Regions from separate parts of the Mus musculus genome. Here regions 1, 2, 4, 5, 6 and 7 are each linked to region 3. A link is a contact called in public promoter capture Hi-C data. All regions are on one chromosome and are shown on one strand. Each heading gives the region's core, a stretch centred on a gene start, on an enhancer-like site or on the middle of the called end of the contact. The rest is flanking DNA. Distances are from core to core; before and after follow the strand shown. Region 1 holds the start of Cnmd (chondromodulin). Region 2 holds the start of Mtrf1 (mitochondrial translational release factor 1). Region 3 holds the start of Vwa8 (von Willebrand factor A domain containing 8). Region 4 holds the start of Kbtbd7 (kelch repeat and BTB (POZ) domain containing 7). Region 5 holds the start of Kbtbd6 (kelch repeat and BTB (POZ) domain containing 6). Region 6 holds the start of Wbp4 (WW domain binding protein 4). Region 7 holds the start of Sugt1 (SGT1, suppressor of G2 allele of SKP1 (S. cerevisiae)).

Evidence for each region. Promoter capture Hi-C pulls out the DNA fragments that hold promoters and counts their contacts. Capture Hi-C pulls out chosen DNA fragments and counts their contacts.
Region 1: a promoter capture Hi-C map of pre-B cells shows a contact between it and region 3, with 4 times the contacts expected there. The contact joins the promoter of Cnmd here to the promoter of Vwa8 in region 3. A contact is called at or near these places in 4 of 39 promoter capture datasets (liver, pre-B cells and stem cell-derived epiblast-like cells) and 1 of 484 Hi-C or Micro-C datasets (pre-B cells).
Region 2: a promoter capture Hi-C map of liver shows a contact between it and region 3, with 2.6 times the contacts expected there. The contact joins the promoter of Mtrf1 here to the promoter of Vwa8 in region 3. A contact is called at or near these places in 11 of 39 promoter capture datasets (the 3T3-L1 cell line, the C10 cell line, cranial neural crest and 7 more), 1 of 484 Hi-C or Micro-C datasets (liver) and 3 of 115 datasets of contacts at active chromatin or transcription factors (the 230-238 cell line, astrocytes and embryonic stem cells).
Region 4: a contact with region 3 is called in a promoter capture Hi-C map of liver, with 2.6 times the contacts expected there. The contact joins the promoter of Kbtbd7 here to the promoter of Vwa8 in region 3. A contact is called at or near these places in 4 of 39 promoter capture datasets (the 3T3-L1 cell line, the C10 cell line, liver and 1 more).
Region 5: a promoter capture Hi-C map of second pharyngeal arch cranial neural crest shows a contact between it and region 3. The contact joins the promoter of Kbtbd6 here to the promoter of Vwa8 in region 3. A contact is called at or near these places in 4 of 39 promoter capture datasets (cranial neural crest, frontonasal cranial neural crest, pre-B cells and 1 more), 1 of 484 Hi-C or Micro-C datasets (large pre-B cells), 1 of 115 datasets of contacts at active chromatin or transcription factors (craniofacial prominence) and 1 of 9 other capture datasets (liver).
Region 6: a contact with region 3 is called in a promoter capture Hi-C map of liver. The contact joins the promoter of Wbp4 here to the promoter of Vwa8 in region 3. A contact is called at or near these places in 8 of 39 promoter capture datasets (the 3T3-L1 cell line, 3T3-L1-derived adipocytes, the C10 cell line and 4 more), 2 of 484 Hi-C or Micro-C datasets (cerebral cortex and embryonic stem cells), 1 of 115 datasets of contacts at active chromatin or transcription factors (astrocytes) and 2 of 9 other capture datasets (adipose tissue and liver).
Region 7: a contact with region 3 is called in a promoter capture Hi-C map of pre-B cells, with 2.7 times the contacts expected there. The contact joins the promoter of Sugt1 here to the promoter of Vwa8 in region 3. A contact is called at or near these places in 3 of 39 promoter capture datasets (the C10 cell line, cranial neural crest and pre-B cells) and 1 of 484 Hi-C or Micro-C datasets (uterus).

Annotation. Positions count from the first base shown.
Region 1 is chr14:79,660,565-79,663,752 of GRCm38.p6, forward strand. It overlaps Cnmd (chondromodulin), which reads right to left and starts at 1,619. Exons shown (of 7, transcript NM_010701.3): 1 at 1,376-1,619; 2 at 831-974. The coding sequence starts at 1,447. It overlaps Gm41218 (a long non-coding RNA gene), which reads left to right and starts at 2,369. Exons shown (of 5, transcript XR_874848.1): 1 at 2,369-2,409.
Region 2 is chr14:79,396,097-79,399,315 of GRCm38.p6, forward strand. It overlaps Mtrf1 (mitochondrial translational release factor 1), which reads left to right and starts at 1,676. Exons shown (of 11, transcript NM_145960.4): 1 at 1,676-1,940.
Region 3 is chr14:78,847,721-78,850,758 of GRCm38.p6, forward strand. It overlaps Vwa8 (von Willebrand factor A domain containing 8), which reads left to right and starts at 1,458. Exons shown (of 45, transcript NM_027906.1): 1 at 1,458-1,723. The coding sequence starts at 1,564.
Region 4 is chr14:79,425,065-79,428,049 of GRCm38.p6, forward strand. It overlaps Kbtbd7 (kelch repeat and BTB (POZ) domain containing 7), which reads left to right and starts at 1,447. Exons shown (of 1, transcript NM_001024135.2): 1 at 1,447-2,985. The coding sequence starts at 1,666.
Region 5 is chr14:79,450,453-79,453,655 of GRCm38.p6, forward strand. Kbtbd6 (kelch repeat and BTB (POZ) domain containing 6) reads left to right here and starts at 1,383. Exons shown (of 1, transcript NM_001034882.3): 1 at 1,383-3,203. The coding sequence starts at 1,604. The coding sequence ends at 3,064.
Region 6 is chr14:79,479,694-79,482,886 of GRCm38.p6, forward strand. Wbp4 (WW domain binding protein 4) reads right to left here and starts at 1,575. Exons shown (of 10, transcript NM_018765.3): 1 at 1,238-1,575; 2 at 680-752. The coding sequence starts at 1,239. Elf1 (E74-like factor 1) reads left to right here and starts at 1,501. Exons shown (of 9, transcript NM_007920.4): 1 at 1,501-1,944. n-TEttc4 (a tRNA gene) reads left to right here and starts at 1,975; the gene lies at 1,975-2,046.
Region 7 is chr14:79,586,009-79,588,929 of GRCm38.p6, forward strand. It overlaps Sugt1 (SGT1, suppressor of G2 allele of SKP1 (S. cerevisiae)), which reads left to right and starts at 1,652. Exons shown (of 13, transcript NM_026474.6): 1 at 1,652-1,858; 2 at 1,946-2,003. The coding sequence starts at 1,821.

The DNA.
Region 1 (3,188 bases), core at 369-2,868, 810 kb after region 3:
GATGGAATTCTTTTCCATTAGCTGGAATAAGCTTATACCCGGTATGGCAATGGTCATCAAGATAAAATGTCCCCTTTTACATAGGTGGACACACTCAGGTATTTAGAGAACGCATTGGAACTCTGCCCAGTTCAGACAGAAACGCTTTTTATACTCCTTGAGAGAGTCTATCCAGCCTTAATCTCAATGAGCACATAAAGGGAGGAGAGTCGTTAGTGAGACTGTTGCCATTAAATCACAGGTGAGCACACTGATTCTTAAAAGAGATTTGTTACCTCTAAGGAAGTCTGACTTTTTGTTTTAACACAGAATAGGGAGAATGAATAAATAGGTCACAAACAGGAGAACTTTCTTGTTAAAAGAGTTTCCCTCAGCTGTAGGATTGAATATTCTTTCTACCCTTTGTCCTATTTAAATTTATGGCTTTCCTCAGCTGGGACAGGCATCAAGGATCATTTACTTTCATTTCTTTCTTTCTGGAGAAGAAGCTCAGAGAGGTCACGTGCCCTACCCACTGCCTCACAACTGCTTGGTAAGCTGCGTTAGGCTGGGATGGCAGAAAATGGCTTTTCCCACAGTGTCCAGGGCGTTCTCGAACAGTCCCCGTTTCTGTTTTCAGCCTAGGAACCCTGAGCTTGCCTACCCTGTACCCTGTACCCACTTTAGGCTAGACCTGAGAAGGGAGGTGTCCAAGAGAACCAAGGGGACCAAAGGGAGCAGCAGGCTGTGCCCGCTGGCCGAGCAGCGCTCTGGCTCCACCTAGGGGTTCGGCCACCCTGCGCACCTGGCGGCCCTTGCATCCCAACTGGGGAGTCACTCGTTGAACTTACGTGATTGTCATTCCCCTTCCAGAAGTAGAAGGCCCCGATGGCCCCGAAGAGCAGCAGTACCGCGCCAGAAATGAGGACCACAGCTCCTACCTTGAGCAGCCGTGTTGGGCTCCCGGAGGGCTTCACGGTGACGGTGGTGTACGCCTGCGGGGCAGGAGATGGACTGGTTGCCGTGCCACCCACACTCGCGATCCCTGCATCCTGTCCCGGGGGAACCGCGAGGACTGGAGTAGGAAACCTTGGCCCCAAGAACACTCAGAGGTTGCCTTGCGAGTGTCCCTTGTCCTCAGACATGGAAGTACCATAGCAGACTCTTCCCTAGGCCGGCCCCCTAGTACTGCACCCTCTGCTCCACGCCTGTGGTGGATCCTCTGTACCCTGACACTCTCCCCCCACACTGGACATTCTCATTTGATTCCCTCATCACCACACATCCAAAGGCCCAAATCCCTGATCCCAGAAGTGGACCTGGCACCCACAGGAAGCCGGGGTCTCTGTGTCTGGACTTACTCCACAGCAGTCCTGGGGACCCAGGAGGTACTCACCGGGGGACTGCAAAACTCAACGTCCTCAGGCCCTACCATGGTGATAGGAACTTTGTCTGAGTTCTCTGTCATGGCTGAAGATGGAGAAGTAAGATACGCGAAGACCCTATCCCACTGTCCTAACTGTTCCAACTGTCCTCTTGTCCCTACAACGAATGCCCCCTGTACAACAGCAGCAGCAGGAGCAGCAGCAGCAGCAACAGCAGCGTCCTGCTCTGGCCAGCCCTTCTGTCCCCACCCCTTCCAGCACCTCACCTCTCCCCTCCCTCTTCCCTCCACCCTGGAGCAGCCTACTCAGCTTATCCTGTGTTCTCAGATGTGTCCTCCCCATCACTCTCTCCCCTCCAAAAACCCAGAGGGACATCCAGACAGGTTTGAGTATGTAAGGGATGTTGAGCCTTGGAACCCCACCAGCACCCCCAGTTACTAGCTTGCCAGGATTTCTTAGAGTATCAGAGGGCTTTGCAGTGTGACACTGGCTGGAGCCTATTTCTCCAAGGGGCCCTGGAAGCAGAATGAGAGGGGAGTGTGATGAGAGATGGGGGGCCTGTCTCAAGTGCCAATGTTAAGATACCCTTTCTACTAGGGTTTCCGCTGGAGGTGGGAACTGCTGGACTCCCCTGGAACTAGAGCATGGGGCAGAATGTTGGAGATGGCCTTTGCCACTGGGTCCTCTAAGGGAGGGGTTTAATTGCTGCAACAGTGCAGCAAAAGCAGAAGGGTCCTGAAGCAGAGGAAACGGGGAGCCTGGAATGAAAGAAAATGCCTATAGTTAAGTCCACACTGATTAAACAGCAGAAAATGTGTTTCCCAAACACTGATTGGCTACGACCAAAGGAACAAATAAAAGGTGGTTACGTATCATTTACATATATGTAGTAAATAGCTCCATTAAGTGGACAGAGAACATGGTTTGCTTTTTTGTTGTTGACAGTCTCATGTAGCTCAGGATGACCCAGAACTCCATATGTAGCTGAGGATGACCTTAAACTTTGAACTTTCCTCCCGCCATCTCTGGAGTGCTGGGAGCACAGGTATTGGCCAATGCTCCTGATTTTATGAGGTCCCGGGCATGCTTTTCTCTGAGGCACGTACCCACCTTTGAAGAAAATGTCTTCTTCCGTGGTACCTCACTTGGAGCCAGGGCTCCTCAATTCACACTGGGAAATTTAGTTGTTTTAGAACTCTCTGCTGAGAAGTGACTGAGGGCTGGTGCTTGGGAGGTCCTGAGCAGAGGGACCGTGGATGTGCAAGGCTGCAGCAGGAGAGTGTTTAAGGATCAAGAAAGGCATTGTTGCGTGGAGATGTGGCTCTTAGGCTAAGAGCTCGGATGTGGGGCTGCAAGGGAAGAGAGGAATGGAAAACACTGTCACTGTCACCACAGAGCTGGCAGCACCTGCTGAGTCTCAGGGGATGATTTCAGACCTACCAGGACTATGAGAATTGCAGAAGACCGGGTGAGGGGCTATGTTGGGAGGGACAGTGTTTAGACTGTTAAGCTTGATGGCAAAAAGAGTCTAGTGATCAGTCTAAGGCACTTTGTCTGCACACCCTGTGGATGCGTGTAAAATCCTTGCCTGCACACCCCCTGGATGCGTGTAAAATCCTTGCCTGCACACCCTGTGGATGCGTGTAAAATCCTTGCCTGCACACCCCCTGGATGCGTGTAAAATCCTTGCCTGCACACCCCCTGGATGTGTGTAAAATCCTTGCCTGCACACCCCCTGGATGTGTGTAAAATCCTTGCGTGCACACCCCCTGGATGCGTGTAAAATCCTTGCCTGCACACCCCCTGGATGCGTGTAAAATCCTT
Region 2 (3,219 bases), core at 426-2,925, 550 kb after region 3:
CCAGCCCCTAATTTTGTTTTTTTGAGAGACACATTTTGTAGTGGCCTTAAGCTAACTATATAGACTTCTGAGTCTCCTGCCTCTACTTCTCAAATGTGACCTGCCTCACAATTCCTGGCAGGAATTCTTAAGTTTTTTATGTATTCAAGTGGGCTTGAGTCTTTAGAGACAGGAACTCACCATTGCCCAGGTAGGTCTGGTACTCTGTAGCCCAAGATGGCCACTAGCCTCCTATCTCAGCTCCTGTGTGGTCGGATTTCAGGTGTGAGCCATCATGCTTGCCTCCTTAGATGCATTATGCTTTAGTTTTCTCTTCTGCAAATGGGTTTTTAAGATCATTATAGAGCCGGGCGTGGTGGTACATGCCTTTAATCCCAGCACTTGGGAGGCAGGGACAGGCAGATTTCTGCGTTTGAGGTCAGCCTGGTCTACAAAGTGAGTTCCAGGACAGCCAGGGCTACACAGAGAAACCCTGTCTCGAAAAAAGAAAAAGAGTATTATGGAACTATATGAACTAATAGGTTTAAAGCATTCAAACTAGTGACTAGTATATAGTAGGCAGAAGTAACTACCTTGAAGTGCATACTAGTAAATGTTAAATATTATTTTGTTGTATGTTGGTTTCTATCTTTTTCTCTCTTTCCACCATTTTTACTCACCCCTCCCTATTTGTGTTTGTTTTTGAGATAGGGTCTTGTGTCTCTAAACACACACGTAAACAACACTATCTTTAAAAATTCTAATTCATAGATATAGTTATCTATTTTGGGGTCCTGTTATGATTTTTTTTTAAATACAAATTTATAGCTCTCTTTGTCATTGTTCTTTTTTTTTTTCTTTTTAAAGTTTTATTTATTTATTATATGTAAGTACACTGTAGCCGTCTTCAGACACTCCAGAAGAGGGCATCAGATTTCCTTACGGATGGTTGTGAACCACCATGTGGTTGCTGGGACTTGAACTCCGGACCTTCGGAAGAGCAGTCGGCGCTCTTAACCACTGAGCCATTTCGCGAGCCCCTATAGTTTTTTTCAGTCAATGTTTTAAACAATACTGGCTAAAAGTGTAACAATTAACAATTCAGAATCTCCTAAAATTGTTTTTGTTTGTTTGGGTTTTTGTTTTGTTTTGTTTTGTTTGTTTTTGTTTGTTTTTTTTTGGGACAGGGTTTCTCTGTATAGCCCTGGCTGTCCTGGAACTCACTTTGTAGACCAGGCTGGCCTCGAACTCTGAAATTCGCCTGCCTCTGCCTCCCAAGTGCTGGGATTAAAGGTGTGTGCCCCCACGCCCCGCTAAAATTGTTAATGATTGGGGGGAGGGAGGTTCCATTTAAAAAACAAACCCCCAAGTCTGTGGATATAGCTCAATGATAGAGCTCTTGTCTTAGCGTGCATGAGTCTCTAGCCTTAACCTCCTGCACTCTGAAACAAAACAAATCAGTAACTTAGAAACTACTGCTTCAAGGGTTGGTAACACGTAAAGAAATTCTTGAGATTTCGCCTATCACATACTGTAGAATTTGATGTGTAAATTAGGGAAAAGGTTCGCTTCTAGGTTTATAAGTATCTGAAAACCCTAAATTTAGGGAGAAAGATGGAGTAAAGGGTCTTAGGGTGGGAAACAAGAAAGCCTGGGGAAGGGTAAACTACAACTCCCAGGATTCCTTGGTTAGGGCACTAGGAGAGGGCGATCCACTTTGGACGTCGCAGCTTCCAGGAGTCAGCTCCAAATCCGTTCCACGCGTGGTCCTTCCAGAGCAGTATCCTACCCGCTTCGTCATTTCATTCTTGTTTACCGTTACGGACACCTAAGGACCATTTCTCTGCAAAGTGGAGGAGGAGCCAGGAACAAACCGTAACCCGGAAGCAGTAGCCTGGGACTGATCATGCTTGCAGTACCTTGAGCTGAAATGTTGCGGTGCACAGGAGGCTCAGTTATCAGTAAGAAACGAGAACGTCAATTTTCTTCTTTTACTTAGATATTCACAATTCTTTCTTGGCCGTAAGAGGGCTTTAAAAAAAATTCCTACTGCCCACTGGTGTTACTTCCGTATAGAATCCATAATACTGACTTACACAACATGATTTTCACATTCTACGCCTGGTGCCCGTTTACTGTCACTTTTAACACACCAGAAACCGAGAATTGCTTTTAAAATGTCGAGTAATACCGGGTTGTGGGGGTGATGTTGAAGCCTTGCTCTTTCTAGGTTTAGGTAGTTACTCATTCCACAGCTACTCCTAAACTGGAAATTTTAGCCAGAGCATTACTAAAATCTTCCATCCTTTTCTTCTTTCCACCGTCAAACGAATACTCCTGATGTACTCAAGGTTAGATATAAAGATGCACTTCTGGAGTATTAAATCTGTGGCTGCTGGGCATTCGTGAATTCTTTCACAGTCCAAATTTCAGCTGTTGATTTTTGTGAAATTTATTAATAGAACCCAGTATATGCTGAATCTCCTGAATATTTAGTTTTTAAAATGGTAATGCTAAGTTGGATTTAGCAAGACCAAAGGAGCTTATATATGAATGTGTTGCCAGGCACAGCAACAAACAGCAGTTATAATAAAGGCTGCTTCTGGTAATTTGTTGTGCTAAGGATCAAACCACAGATAGGCCTTGAGCATGTTGGGCCACTGAACTACATCCCCAAGCCATTCTGCTAAATTTTGACCCTTATTTCCAGTTTTAATATCAGGAGGAAAAACATTTTCCCTATCTTGCCCTTATCTGAAGGAAGAACAGATAATTATTGTGCATACCCAATTTCACCTAATCTGTCATTTTTTAAAAAAATATTTTTGTATGTGTGTGGGTAACTAACTGCATGTATGTATGTATGTATGTGTGTGTGTATGTATATCATATGTATGCTTGATGCCCAGGAAGCAAGGAGAGGGTGTGTCAGATCAGTCTCCTGGAACTGGAGTTAGGGACAATTTGTGACCCACTGTGCAGGTGTTGGCCTTGGTCCTCTGCAAGAGCAGCAAGTGCCATTTGGATGGATTTCTTTTGTCTTCTTTTAAAATATGTGTGATGGTTTGAATGAGACCATAGGCTCGTATATTTGAGTGTTTAGTTCCCAGTTAGTGGAACTGTTTGGGGAGGATTAGGAGATGTGGCCTTGTTGGAGGACATGTACCACAAGAGTGGCTTTGAGGTTTCAAGAGCACATGCCAGGCCAGGTCTCTGCCTGCAACTTAGAGATCAGAGGTG
Region 3 (3,038 bases), core at 208-2,707:
ACAACAACAACAAAAAGAAAATAAAAAGAGGATATGACTCCTCCTGGGTAAGAGGGTGGAGAAGGTGCATTATAGATGTGAGGGAGAAAACACAGAGGCAGAGGCATCTATCTGGCAGGGTTCAGAGTGAAAATGAACACCTGAGTGAGGGTGGTGTGTGTGTGTGTGTGTGTGTGTGTGTGTAGAGGGGAAGCTGGGAGAGGAGAGAGCCAGGATCCAGGAAGCCAGACCAGGAGACCAAAAGAGGACCAGAGTAGTCAAAGAGGCTGGATTGTAGATGGAAGAGCAGCTTGGGGGAAAGATAGTACTGCCTCTGGGTTGGAGAGTTCAGAGTAGGGGACTGAGTGCCTCTACCAGGAGGATCCTGTAACAGGTGGGAATGGAGAGATAGGAGGAGGATCTAGTGGCTAGTACCAGCTTTGATGTGTTAACAGGGACCTCTGTTAGCTTTTATCTGTTAACTGGCACCTCCTATAGCTGGTTGTCTCAGATTTGAGGCCTAACAGGTGTGGTTGTGAAATAGTGAGAATCTATCCATGTAATAATTATGCTGTTTTGACATCTTTAATGTTCACTCCTTTATTTTCGATTTCTCCAAACTAGTTTAAATTATTTCTCTGCCACCTCCATTTACTTCTAAGTTTAGTTCCTCGGGAAGTTTAAGTGCCTGGGAGGTGGGTGCTTAATATGGATGTAAGATACAGGTAGGTCTAGAATTGGCAAGGCCATTCTCTGAGAGCCAGGCCTGCATCTTGTTTGTTTGATTTCATTGTGCAGAACTTCATTAAAACTTTTTGCTTTGGTTAATTCACTCTTGACATTTTGGGGAGGCAGCCTAATTACATTAGACTTTGTTTGCTTTATGGAAGACTGCTGCTGCTTTTGGAATGCATGGTAGGGAGGGAGCCTTAGTCAAGTGTCCTACTTTTTCCTCACTAAAGACATAAATTATGTTTATATAACCCTTGCCTTGTAGCCTGACTGGATCCTTCTGGTAGTTGAACGTTTTTTCATTCACCATTATAGTGTAACATTTCCTCTTGCAGTTTAGAAGATGATAAAACAGGAGCGGCAAAGGAAGGCTAAACTGAAGCTTTCAATGCCTGTGGTGTGGAAACCCTGGGAAGATGACAACGAATTAAAATAGGTGAAGTTCCAGAATCTCTTGAATATTTTCTCCATTCTGAAAAAAGATCCGAAGCAGTATCGAGGGGAAAGCCCACAGTGCATCATAACACAGTAGGCTAGCAGCCAAGAAAGAAACAGGGCATACGCTCAACTGTGCTAAAGGTCTTTGGCATCTCCCCAGCTCCGGGCGTCCCTGGGGCGACCACGCCTGGGGCGGCGCGCCGGGCTCCGGTAGCCGATCCTACCGGCTGGCGCTCGGCCTGCCCTCCGCCCCGGGCCGGGCCCATCCCGCAGAGCCCGGCGAGCCGGGGGAAGGAGTTTCCGGCGGACCCGCCTCCCTGCCGCTTCCTGTCCCGCTCGCCGATCGCCTCCTGCCCGGTCCAGGGACTGTGCTTGTCCGAAGCCCCTGGAGGTCCCACGCATGCCTCCTGCACCATGCAGTCACGCCTCCTCCTCCTAGGAGCCCCGGGCGGCCTTGGGGACGTGGCCTCCCGGCGAGTGCGGCTGCTCTTGCGGCAGGTGTTGCGGGGCAGGCCGGGCGGGGACCAGCAGCGGCTGGAGGTCAGGCTGCTGCACTCTGGGGCGACCGACTCAGGTAACTGGGCCCTCCGCCTTCGCTGCCGCTGCCCTCGCTGCTTTGTGATGTGGGGCAAGGCGCTGGCGCCCCCTGGGCTCCACTCTGAAACCTTAGGGGTCCGGACTAAGGTCTCTGATGCCTAGGAACACAGTTTTCTCCCACTGGAGATTTTTGTACAAGAATCCTCACGTAGACTCTAGGACACTGAGAGGTTTATGCTGCAGCCTTTGGGGGCTGTTAAGACTCGTGCTTGACCTTGACCTTTGACTCCCGAGGGCTTGGTTTTGTGTCATGAGCCAAGTAGGGCTCGTGATGGCATAGACACGTGTACAATCTTGCTGGAGAACCTGTGCCCATGTTCCTTCCCAATTTTAACAGAAGACTCGGTTTCAAGCACTCTTAGAACTGAAAGTCATCGCTTTAGTTAAAACCCTATACTATAGTCGGAATGAATGAGTCCCAAAAAAGAGGGAAACAAAAAAAAAAAGTGCCTCGCTGAGGATCACAAGGTGAAATTGCGATTCAAAACTTGCCTGTCCTCGATTATAGCTTCTAGAGCATGTACTTGCTTTCCACTCTGTTACTCAGTTTTCATCTGCGTGACAACATTAAAACACACACACACACACACACACACACACACACACACACACACACACACACAGAGCAGCCTAAAACAAGGGAAGATTTCTTGGCTGGAAGTTACAGATGTTTCAGTGTATGCTTAATACTTTAATCACTGTGGCCTGTGGTGAGGCAGAAATTCGTGATGACAAGAGGACTTAGCAGAGGGAAGCTGCTCTCTCAGGGAGGCAGAGAGAGAGGAATCGGGGATAAGACCTACTTTTCAAAGAATCTACTTTGTCTCACTAGGTTCACCTCCTTGTGTGTGTCATCTCCAGATAGTATCATCTCATCTAATAAATCCATCATTTCACCAGTCCAGATGATAATACACTCTTATCAGAGAAGGCAGATGTCAAGGGTAGAATGTGGTACAATCTGACAGGCTTTGAGGTTGAGCAGTTTTGGGTAGACTCCGTTTGTTTGTTTGTTTGTTTGTTTGTTTATTTATTTATTTATTTATACTCTCTAGCTAACTATAAGAGCCATGAGTCAGCAGATAGAACATTTAATTGAAAAGAGGTTTTTAAAAAAATGAAAAAAAATTTGTTTTGTACTGATATGCCTCACTACAACAAGGGGCACTGAAACTGAGAACTTGTGTATTCACCAGAGACCTGGGCACATGTAAGAGCCCTCATGACAGAGTGAAAGATTAACTCTTGGCTATCCAGACTCCTAAGGTTAGGGCTTTCAAGGTGAGAGCGGC
Region 4 (2,985 bases), core at 197-2,696, 580 kb after region 3:
ACTTCCTAATGAATCTACGTAATTTGGTTTTTTTTTTGTTTTTCTGAGCATGGGTTGTTTGTTTTGAGACAGGGATTCTCTTTGTGTAGCCCTGGCTCTTCTTGTAGACCAGGCTGGTCTCGATCAAATGCTCCCTGCTTCTTCTTCCTCAGTGCTGGGGTTAAAGGCATGTGCCACCACCTTTATTTAATCCCAGCAATGCCTTTAATCCTGGCACTTAGTAGGCAGAGGCAGGTGGATCCAGGACAGCCAGAGCTAAACAGAGAAGCCCTGTCTCACAACAACAACAACAAAAGAAAGTAAAGAAAAAAGAAAACCTCTGTGTGTGTGCATTTAAGCTGCAAGTGAAAAAGAAGTTATTTGCAGAAATTTACAGTCTTTTAATGGCTCATGGCTTCAAATTAGTAGATGTGTTTCTATAAGAGTAAGTAAGAAACAGTAATGCTTGATTTTGCATTTTAAAAATAGTCTGTAACTTTAATATTTCTAATAAAATAAAGAATGTTGCAGTAAAACTCCAACCCAAATATGCCCTGGCAATGAAAACACAGCTCAGCTAATATAAATACGTGCTGTATGTCTACACTACGGTCTTCCACGTCTTATGTGACCCCTTAGAACTTTCAGTTTCTCCAGGCCATGTGCTTCTGCTCCACTTTTCTTCTTCTTCCTTTTACTCTTCATCTTCTCTCTCTCCACCTTCCCTTTATCTGCCCAATCATCAGCTCTCCTTTATTTTTCAAATTAAGGTGGAATCAGGTTTACAGGAAATCACCTGGGTGCCAACTCATCCCTTGTTCACAACCACTCACAGGAGAATGGAATTAACATCAAATATAATTAGCCCCAGGGCTATCCACAACAAAAGAACTCTGTAAATTGCACATACCATTCAGTCTTCACAAAACTAAAATACTGCTATCCTCAGTTTTCAAATTCAATAAAGTTTTCAGGAGGAAGTCATGCAAACAAATAATAGAGTGGATACTTTTACTCTGGACTTGAAAGCCATTATATTTTATTTTATTTTAGTGAGATGGGTTCTCTCTACATAGCTCAAGCTGTCCTGGAACTCTCTATGCAGACCAAGTTGTTCTCAAACTCAAGAGATCCCCCTGCCTCAGCCTCCCTGGTGCTGGGATAAATATGTATGCCACTATGCAAGACTGAAACCTAAAGTATCAAATTCCGGATACTATCCACTTTCTACCTCAGTGAAGGACCCAGTAACAGAAAAAAAAAAATAAAGAGGTTATGTAAACTACAATTCCCAAGATGCAAAGCGGCTTCGGCCTCTTCATATAGTCCGTGAGCCGGAGGATCCCGTCATGCATCGAGGCGCGCGAAAGGCAACCTGGGAAGAGTAGTTCGTCCGGGCATCTACCCGTCTCGCCCGCTCGGCAGAAGCTGCTCCTGCGGCTAGACCCCAGGGTCGTGTGAGGGTGAGCTAAGGGCTGAGAAAGGGCGTGAAGGGAAACAGTGAGTCAGCCGGGGACTACGCGATAAAGGCAGACGGCTCCGCCCCGAAGGCCCAGCTGAGTAATTGCGGCCGCGAGCCGAGTTTGTTCTGGGACGCCGCTGAGTCGGCGTCGGCGAGGGAGGCGTGAGGAGGAGCCGGGCGTCTGCAGCCGTTCTCGCCCTCGGCGCCCCGCCGCCATCTCCACCATGCAGTCCCGGGAAGACGCCCCGCGCTCTCGCCGCCTCGCCAGCCCCCGCGGCGGGAGGCGGCCCAAGAGGATTTCCAAGCCCTCGGTGTCGGCCTTTTTCACGGGCCCGGAGGAATTAAAGGACGCGGCCCATTCCGCAGCCCTCCTGGCACAGCTCAAGTCTTTCTACGACGCGCGGCTGCTGTGCGATGTGACCATCGAGGTGGTGACGCCTGGCAGCGGGCCGGGCACGGGGCGCCTCTTCTCGTGCAACCGCAACGTGCTGGCGGCCGCTTGCCCCTACTTCAAGAGCATGTTCACGGGGGGCATGTACGAGAGCCAGCAGGCCAGCGTGACGATCCACGACGTGGATGCCGAGTCCTTCGAGGTCTTGGTGGACTACTGCTACACTGGTCGCGTGTCGCTCAGCGAGGCCAACGTGCAGCGCCTGTACGCGGCCTCGGATATGCTGCAGCTGGAGTACGTGCGCGAAGCCTGTGCCTCCTTCCTGGCTCGCCGCCTTGACCTGACCAATTGCACTGCCATCCTCAAGTTTGCCGATGCCTTTGACCACCACAAGCTGCGATCTCAGGCCCAGTCCTTCATAGCTCACAACTTCAAGCAGCTCAGCAGGATGGGGTCCATTCGGGAGGAGACGCTGGCAGATCTGACCCTGGCCCAGCTGCTGGCCGTCCTGCGTCTGGACAGCTTGGATGTAGAGAGTGAGAAGACTGTGTGTCATGTGGCGGTGCAGTGGCTGGAGGCTGCTCCGAAAGAGCGGGGTCCCAGTGCTGCGGAAGTCTTTAAGTGTATTCGTTGGGCGCACTTCCCTGCAGAAGAGCAGGACTACCTGGGAGGGCTACTGAGCAAGCCTATTGTGAAGAAATACTGCCTGGACATTATTGAAGGGGCTCTCCGGCAGCTGCGATTTGGTGATAGGTTGTACAAGTCAGTGGTTGCCAAGCCAAATAGCAGCCACAGCAGTGATAGCAATAATAGCAGCAATAGCAGCAGCAGCAGTAGCTCAGTTGTATCGGTAGCAGAAAATCCACCCCAAAGGTTGGGTATGTGTGCCAAAGAGATGGTAATATTTTTTGGGCACCCCCGAGATCCATTTCTCTGTTACGACCCTTATTCCGGAGATATTTACACAATGCCGTCTCCTTTGACTAGCTTGGCACACACTAAGACCATTACATCTTCAGCTGTTTGTGTCTCTCCAGACCATGACATCTATCTTGCTGCCCAGCCCAGGAAAGACCTATGGGTGTATAAACCAGCCCAAAATAGTTGGCATCAGCTGGCAGACCGCTTGCTGTGTCGAGAGGGTATGGATGTA
Region 5 (3,203 bases), core at 133-2,632, 600 kb after region 3:
CCCTAGTCTCTATAAGAGTGGCAGGCAAGGAATATCAGCTGCAAGAAGCAATCCTGAGACAAAGCCACTTGGAACCTTGCCTCTCAAAGCTCACCCATCCTAGGTCATACAAAAAGGTGGGCCACCTCCAAGAAAGTCCTCTGCTAGCGTTAGCCTCTTTTTGATGGCTCACGGCAGTTTGTCTTTTATCAAATAGCAGTGAAGGTAACAAACTATTTGATGCCGACAATGTCATCAGGTTATCCTTAGAGGTTTAAGCAGGAAGATTGCACAATTTCACAGCCAGCCTGTGATACAGAGTAAGACTCTGTCTCAAATACAACACTAGAGTTAAAGGTCTTTCTTTGTAGCTTAGGCTGTCTTGGAACTTTCAGTATAGCTAGACTGTAGGCTGTTTTCTAATGCAAGGTACTTCTGGGAACTGAGCTTGCATGCAAGGGCCATTAACAAAAGTTGAAGCATGACAAAATTGAAATTGTGAGTCTGTAGGAAAACAAAAATGCTGGAGTCTATAGAATTCCCTTTTGGTTTGGCAGTTTCTATTTTTAAAAATACGTAGTTTTCTGTGCAGGCACCTAGCTCATGTGTGGGGGTCAGAGGACAACTTTTGGGAGCTTCAGGTGCTTAAAACCTGCAGATTTTTTTCAACACAAAGAGTAAACTCCTCTATAAACATTATTAATATTAATGCACCAGTAATCATTTATCATTTGTAACAAATCTCACAGTAACGCAGGGCATTAAGAGGGGTATTAATAGGTGAAACTGTGAGACATGGATGCTGGGACTTTCCTGCACTTCCTGTTCAATTTTCCTACGAGCCTAAAACTGTGCTAAAAATAAAATCTTTTCAAATGAACCAACCAAACGAGAAACATCTCTGAAGAAACTTTAAGATGTTTTTCTGTAGACTCATATTAAATCAATGTTTCTTCATTTTCAATAAAATACTGGAAAAAAAGAAAACCCTAAAACTCTCTAGCTTTTTATATTCCAGGAATTGCACGTCTAATTATTGTTTTTGTAAAACAAAACTATGAAATGTTTCCAAAGCAATGCAGCTCTTTTAATCATCAATATTCTCAAATACTACTATTGATGTTTTACAAGAGAAAAAACAAACACATTAGAACAGAAGGATTAAAGAGGATTTCAAACCATAAATTCTAAACCCGACAATAAATCCCAAGAGAACCGGCGGTTTCTAGTAGATCCTGAAAACAATGAAAAACCAAAAAGGCTCGCGACTTTGGATGAACTACAACTCCCAAAATGCAAAGCAGCTGCAGTCTTTCAGTTTCCGCCCTAGAACCTGAAAACTCCCATCATGCCTGGAGGCGGGAAAAGCAGTTTGTAACGTACCCTGCTGGCTTACTCCTTGCGCTTTTGCGGTGTCGTCCGCGCTGGTGTGAAGATGCTGGCCGTCGGCTACGCGATAAAGGGAGGCGGCTCCGCCCCGAAGGCCCAACTGAGTAATTGCGGCCGCGAGCGGAGTCTGTTCTGGGTCGCCGCTGTGCCGCCCCTGTGTTGGCGAGGGAGGCGTGAGGAGGAGCCAGGCGTCTGCAGCCGTTCTCGCCCTCGGCGCCCCGCCGCCATCTCCACCATGCAGTCCCGGGAAGACGCCCCGCGCTCTCGCCGCCTCGCCAGCCCCCGCGGCGGGAGGCGGCCCAAGAGGATTTCCAAGCCCTCGGTGTCGGCCTTTTTCACGGGCCCGGAGGAATTAAAGGACGCGGCCCATTCCGCAGCCCTCCTGGCACAGCTCAAGTCTTTCTACGACGCGCGGCTGCTGTGCGATGTGACCATCGAGGTGGTGACGCCTGGCAGCGGGCCGGGCACGGGGCGCCTCTTCTCGTGCAACCGCAACGTGCTGGCGGCCGCTTGCCCCTACTTCAAGAGCATGTTCACGGGGGGCATGTACGAGAGCCAGCAGGCCAGCGTGACGATCCACGACGTGGATGCCGAGTCCTTCGAGGTCTTGGTGGACTACTGCTACACTGGTCGCGTGTCGCTCAGCGAGGCCAACGTGCAGCGCCTGTACGCGGCCTCGGATATGCTGCAGCTGGAGTACGTGCGCGAAGCCTGTGCCTCCTTTCTGGCTCGCCGCCTTGACCTGACCAATTGCACTGCCATCCTCAAGTTTGCCGATGCCTTTGACCACCACAAGCTGCGATCTCAGGCCCAGTCCTTCATAGCTCACAACTTCAAGCAGCTCAGCAGGATGGGGTCCATTCGGGAGGAGACGCTGGCAGATCTGACCCTGGCCCAGCTGCTGGCCGTCCTGCGTCTGGACAGCTTGGATGTAGAGAGTGAGAAGACTGTGTGTCATGTGGCGGTGCAGTGGCTGGAGGCTGCTCCCAAAGAGCGGGGTCCCAGTGCTGGGGAAGTCTTTAAGTGTATTCGTTGGGCGCACTTCCCTGCAGAAGAGCAGGACTACCTAGAGGAGCTACTGAGCAAGCCTATTGTGAAGAAATACTGCCTGGACATTATTGAAGGGGCTCTCCGGCAGTTTCGTTTTGATGATGGTCTGCCTAAGGCTTTGGCACAGATTCCAAGCAACAGCAACAATAGCAATAGTAATAATAATGACACCAGCAACACTGTTGTCCCAGCAGAAGAAAATCCACCCCATAGGTTAGGGATGTGTGTGAAGAGAATGATGGTTTTCTGTGGACACCCCAAACATCACTTTTTCTGCTTTGACCCATACTCTGAGGAAATTTACAAAGTGTCCTTGCCTGTGACTTGCCTTGCACACACTAGAACTCTCACCACCTTAGCTGTCTATATTTCTCCAGACCATGACATCTGTCCCACTGTTCAGTCCAGGAGAGGTGTATGGGTATATAAGCCAGCCCAAAATAATTTGTATCAACTGACTGACCACTTGCTGTGTCCGGAGGGTATGGATATGACATATCTGAATGGTTACATTTACATTTTGGGTGGACGAGACCCTGTTACTGGAGCTGAATTAACAGATGTGGGACGCTACAGTGTCCAGAAGAACAGGAGGCCATTAGTGGCTCAATTACCACATTCCTTTACATCCTTTGACTTTTGGTGATTCTGTGTCCTCTGCAGCACACATTTGCTATGGAATGAATGGTCCAAGCCATATCAAGTAGCTGAAGTTTGTTTCTCTGAAGCTCAGTGACTTGTGAAGCCTATGTCTTCATTGATGACATCTCTTGTATCATTGACAT
Region 6 (3,193 bases), core at 325-2,824, 630 kb after region 3:
TGGATCTAAGTGGTGGTGCACACCTTTAATCCCAGCACTCCGCGAGGTCAGCCTGGTCTACAATAGCCTGAGTTTCAGGACAGCCAGGGCTATACAGAGAAACCCTGTCTTGAAAAACAAAAAAACAAACAAACAAACAAAAAGTTGGATCTAGGAGTCTAGCCATGGTACACACCTTTTTTGCCAGCACTTGGGAAGCAAAGCCAAGTAGATCTCTGTGGGCTGCGGGCTAGCCTGGTCTACAGAGTGAGTTGCTGTCTGGAAACCCTGTCTTGAAAAATCACCGCCCCCAACCCCCTTGCAAAAATAGTGGGCTCAAGGCTTTCAGCATAAGGTATATTACAGCTGCTCCCTTTGTATCTCACCAGGGAATAATGCTGTTCTCCTTCCTGTGGAGAACAGGAAAAACTACAATATTCCTTTTTAAGGGGCAGGTATTCCATAAACAAGATTATCCCACTCACTGTCCATTTCCTCAAAGTCCCCAGAAATAATTTGGCCTTAAAATCAAAGTCAGATTGATGAAAAGGAGAAGGCTATAGCTTTCATAAGAGGAATCAAACAAAAGAAACCTTTTTAGGTTTTGAAGAATAAAGAGCACTATACACGAAAGTGGCTTATACACACTAAAGTCAAAAAAACAACACATCACGTGAATATTTTAATAAAAATTTCATACAGGCCTATTGTCTGCTATCCAGCACTTGCAGTAATCACAGAATTTCTTTGGTTGTGACTTCCAGTAGTCGGCCCTGAAAAGATAAAAACAACTCTAAGCTTATCCAAAAATTGAAAGGAATTTTTACAGTTGTTAAAAAATGGGATATAAGGCTGTTTTCGGACTTCTGTCTTAGCAAAGCAGTTGTATTATTTATGTAAAGCTAAAGTCCGTGGAAAACTGCTCTCCGGTGAAGGTAAATCACACTGCACCGAGATGAAGAAGTCTCAAAGTATTTCTCTTTCCCGTGCCCTTCTAGCTAATTCATTCGTTCTGGGGACGCGAGGCTGGGAAAAGCCCCTGGACGTCTGAGGCCGCAGCGCCACCCCGGCCCCGGGCCCGGGCCCCGGCGGGCGGGCGGGGGCGGCACCCGAGTCCCCGGCTCCTGCCTAGAGGGCGGCCGCGTCTCCGAGAGAACCGGCCCCGCAGGTCGGGCGGCCCCGGGCGAGCGGAGGGGCGGGAGGAGGCCACTCGCGGGCGCCTGGCGGCGCAAGCCCGACCCGACCCGACCCGACTCACATGACGGCGGCAGCTCCGCGGGCAGCCCGCGATCCCGCTCACTGATGTCCGCCGGTGGCTCAAGCCAGGACCTCTCGGTCTCGGCGTCCCCCCCGGGTACGGCGTTTCCACGGGTGGACTACGGCGGCCGCGACGGCCCAACCCGCGCGCGCGGTTGTCACCGCCTCTTCCCCTCCCCCACGGGGCGGTACTCGCGGCGCCTGAGAGGTGGGGTCGGTATAAAGGGGTTGAGGTCACCCAGAAGGGACGAAAGCGCGACGGGACCGGAGCCGCGGGCCCCGAGCGTCCGACCCAGGCTCCATCCCGCGGTCCTCACGCCTCCCGGGATCCAGAACCTCCACTCCCGAGCTGGCTCGCAGCCGAGAGGCTCGATCGCCTCCCCCCAGCCCCGGCCGCACGCCGCCGTTCCCACAGCCGGCGCCGCCCTCGGCTTTGCCGGCTTGCCCGCCCGCTCTGTGACCGGGGAGCAGCCCGGGACCTGACGGCTGAGAAAGAAAGGCGCAGCCGCCCGTTCCGGGAGCGCACGGGGCGCCCGGCTTCGGCTCAGAACTTTCCAGGGGCGCGCACCGGCCCCGCTCCTCCCCCCCGCCACGCCCGCGCGCTCCGCCGGGCTCGTGCCCGCGCGTGGGGCAGCGGCCGCGGGGGCGGCTTCGGCGGCGCGAGTTGCAGCAGAGTGGCTGAGTGGTAGCGGCGCTGACGCTAGTCAGGTGGGTCACAGCAGTGCTTGTAGCAGCACTTCCCATATGGTCTAGCGGTTAGGATTCCTGGTTTTCACCCAGGCGGCCCGGGTTCGACTCCCGGTATGGGAACAGTGTCACTTTTTGCTCTAGTTGAGTTTACTTGCTTAGTGGCTCTGGCTGACTTCTGCAGCCGTGTTCGGGGTGAGTTTGGGAGCAGGCAGTGTAGTTGCTCCCGTGGATGGGAGCTTGGCTCTCGGAGGCCGGAGGAGCGCGGCGGCCGCTCTCGGGCCCGCTGCGAGAGGAGTTTCGCTTTCCCCGCGGCTGTACCCCGCCCTCAGCCCGTACTTTTCCAGGCGCTCGGGAGGTGATGATTAACTTGGGCCTCGCCTTATCTCCCCCCGCCCGGGTGCCCCCTCGGCCCACACCCTGCTCCGCCGCCCCCTTCCTACTCGGCGGGCCGGGGCGTGCCCGCTGCGCTCCAGTTACTGTCAACAGCGGCTGGAGACCACCCCGCTGCTCCCTATCGCCAGACCCCCGCCGATCCCTTGTCGCCGGCTGGGCTCTAGGACCCCCGCCGCGTGCACCCGAGCCCGGTCCACCGCTCCCCCCCCCCCCCAGCAACCCTCGCCTCAAGGCTTTTGCAGAATGTCTCTTATTTTCCTTCTAACTCCCCTTTCCTCTTCAAACACACGGCAAACTGCGGAGAAGAAAAATACCACTGGGATGAGATGTCTTGAAAGAACAGAGCCGGCTTTCCCGGAGGCTGTTTGGAGCGTCACTGATTTAAAAAAAAAAAAAAATCATGGGATGGAGGTGGAGCTTGGAAGACAGAAAATTAGCCCGGAGACTGGGGAGGGGATGTTACAACAAAGTTGCACTGTACTTTTAAATATAGAAGCCCTGTGTTTATTACAAAGAAGCGGCCCAGCTGTGTCAGCAGCCTGAGCGCCGTACACGAAACAAAAGCGTTATCATAAATGCAAGTTGAAATTAGAAAATTGGGGCAGCTGTAATGTTTAGTCTGTTGGGCCTTTGGGCACAAATAAGGAAAAACTGACTCCGGCGGATGAGTTTCTGGTCAAAACCATTACTGAGCAGAAGTTTTGGTTGTTTGTGTGTTCCCAACAATATTTTATAGCCTTAACTGGCACAGCTGAGTTTGAAAATAGCTGTTAATGTGATCTATGCGATTAGGGATTAATGAGCCTTTCCTCGTAAAAATTAAACCTAGAAAACTCCTTTAGCGAATATTTAAAACATTAACACAAGTCCTTAT
Region 7 (2,921 bases), core at 402-2,901, 740 kb after region 3:
ACTGCAAACGGAACAAAACTAACATTTCCTTTAAAGACATTATGCAGAAGACACTCCTCATCGTTATGCATCTGTTCTTTTACAGTCTAGTTTCTGCAGGGTTCACAGAAACGGAAAACAACCTTGAATGGAAAGATCCAAAACGATGCTCTCTACCTTCCCTTACAGATCTGCTTAGCTTCAGTTTAGTTGAGCTAATTTGATCTTCTCAGTACTTACTAAAACCTGAAACCTGCACCTCTTTGAGTTTAGTGGCCAGCTGGCCCTGGTCTGCCTCAAGTGTCTCTCCCACCTACTTCTCCTTTCCCACAAGTGGATTCAGATTCCTTTCTGGGACCTGTTATCTTCTATCAGCCCTTCCCCGCCCCGGCTCGACCCCCCCCCCCCTTCAAACAACCCATTTACAATACAGATGGGATATACCTACAGGTGGCAAATGTGTTACACTTTAAACTTTGTAGTATTCCACACTTCCATCTCTTGATGACCCCATACATACTTAAATCTTTGTAACCTCCGTTTCTCCATCTTGAATATGGGCTCAAGTTTCTCTGTATTTTCAAACGTCCTCCCACCGTTATTTTTTGCATCTGCAAGGGGTGATTGATTGGTAGGTTGAGGTTGTAACAAAAAATTATAATACCCACGATAGCTAGCAAGCACAACTAGGCGTTTGGCCAGTATGGAAAACGTGCTAGAAAAGTGGGGAAGACAAAACTTAGGTCTTTTAAAGTTAGAACTCAGAAAAGTGGGCGAGTTTAACAGTGGGGATATGTACACAAATGCCTGAACTGTAATTTCTTTTTCTTCGTGGACTGTCATGTTTCCAGACTGAGGTCTTATATATATCTTGTTTGAGGAAGCCAACGACCACTTCAATCATTTCACCTACTAAAACAGACTTGGTAAAACGAGTTACTGAGCGTTATCAAGAGCTTTTAAATCAAGTTTGGTGAACCTATAACTGCCACTCCCTCCTGTTGCCCCTTACCACTCAGTTTCAAAGAATTCGCAGGAAACTTCCTAGTGTGATGTTTGGCTCTAAGGACGGCGGGGGACGGGGGGCTTACTGGTTACTTAGAACACAAAGCAGCAATAAGACCATTAGCTATAGGTCACTTTCATCCACGCGGTGCTTGTGAAACAGGCTTTTCTTGGTTTGGAAAGCCGACTTAGGAAGGAAGCTTGGGGTGTGGAGCTCTGGCATCTGGCAGGCCCTCCGGAAAACTCCGTCCTCCATGCCGGTAACGTGACTTCCGGCGAGCCAGGCCGTCCGGGTTCTCCACGGAGAGAGTCATGCGAACTGATGCGCCATCCCGGGCTCTGCTGCCGGAAAAGACCTGGCTGCCACGAGTGACGTCACGCACAACTTGGCCGCCGGCGGTAGCCATGATGAAAACCGGAGTAAACGGAGCTTAACGTGACACTCCTTAGCGAAGCCAGAACTACCTCCCGACGGATCCCCAGTACCTTACAGTGGGCTCCGAGACAATATTTCAAAGCTTACAAGCCATGCCGGATCCCCCACGGGCGTACGGCGGGGCGCGGGACTCACGGCCACGCCCTCGGGGCGGGGGCTTGGCTGCGTCACGGGTAGGGGCGGGGCCGGAGAGCGTTTCCTCCTCTTTCCCAGCCGGCCCCGCGCCTACCTGCCCACCCTTCGCCTCCTTTTCCGCGGCTGCATGCTGCGCGACCGCTGATTGGCTACGGAGGACGGAAGCTCAGTTGGGGTTTCTTTAGAAGTTTTCCCTTCCTGGGCGGCGGCGGAGCTGGTAACCAAGGTAGAAACGCTCAGGCAGAAGCTTTCTTGACTCCTAGGGATGGCGGCAGCTGCAGCAGGACCTGCATCGTCCCAGCGGTGCGTGATTTTCTTCACCTTTGCTGTTTGTCTTTCTATTCTTTCCTTGATTAGAGAGACCTGCTGAAGTCGTTGTTTTCTTGGCAGGCTTTTCCAGAGCTTCTCAGATGCTCTGATCGACGGGGATCCCCAGGCAGCATTAGAGGTGAGTGAGCTCACTGGGACTGTTGGGTCCCTACAGACCCCTCCTCTTCCCGGCATTACCTTCGTGGGAGCAAAGCTACAATGTATCTAAGTCCCAAAATTAAGATACTTAATCTCTTTGTCTCCTTAATACCTTTGCCATAGATCTTGCCCTTCCTCTCCACAAGCTCCCGATGAGGGCACCTCCCTCCCATTTATTTCTTGGAAACATAGTTACTGTCTGTGGTTGCACTTATAATGGCATTTATGATCAAGGAAAAGGCGAAAATAGGGCTTGATGTATCAATTTTTTACTTTAACAGTTATGTTTGCCCTTATATGTCAGGTACTGTTAAGTGTCCTTAATTAAATTTACTAAAGAACATTTTCCCTCTGTGCCTTCCACTTTACAGATGACTGTGGTTGTTCTTTATACAGTTGTTTATAAAACCGCGCTTTTTATCTAGGCTGGCCTTAAACTTTGGATCCTGCGAGTTCTTGGGATGTATCAGTAAATAAACCCTGCCTACATTTTAGTATTATATGATTTGCTTTTGGGCCATTTCAGGTGAAGTCTAGAACAAACTAGCTTTGTACGGATGTTTCTTAGGAGCGCTGGCTGGACTCCAGAGAGTTATCGGCACATGTCAAGTATGGTGGTACAGGCCTGTAATCCTGGTACTCAGGCGGTGAATGCCCTAGGGTCAGAAATTCAAGGTCATCCTCAGCTACTTTGTGAGTTGAGGCTAGCCTGGGATGTGTGAAATTCTTCCCGACACTTCAGAGCTCCCCCGCTGGAAAAAAGGAAACATTTTTATGTTTTGAGCCTTAGAGAAATCACTTTTGTAGAGACTAGCAGACTAGGATAGCTACATTGTTGTTTTAATGTTACAAGCTCCGCTTTGTATTCTTAGGTCTACAGAGTGATCATGAGGTTTGA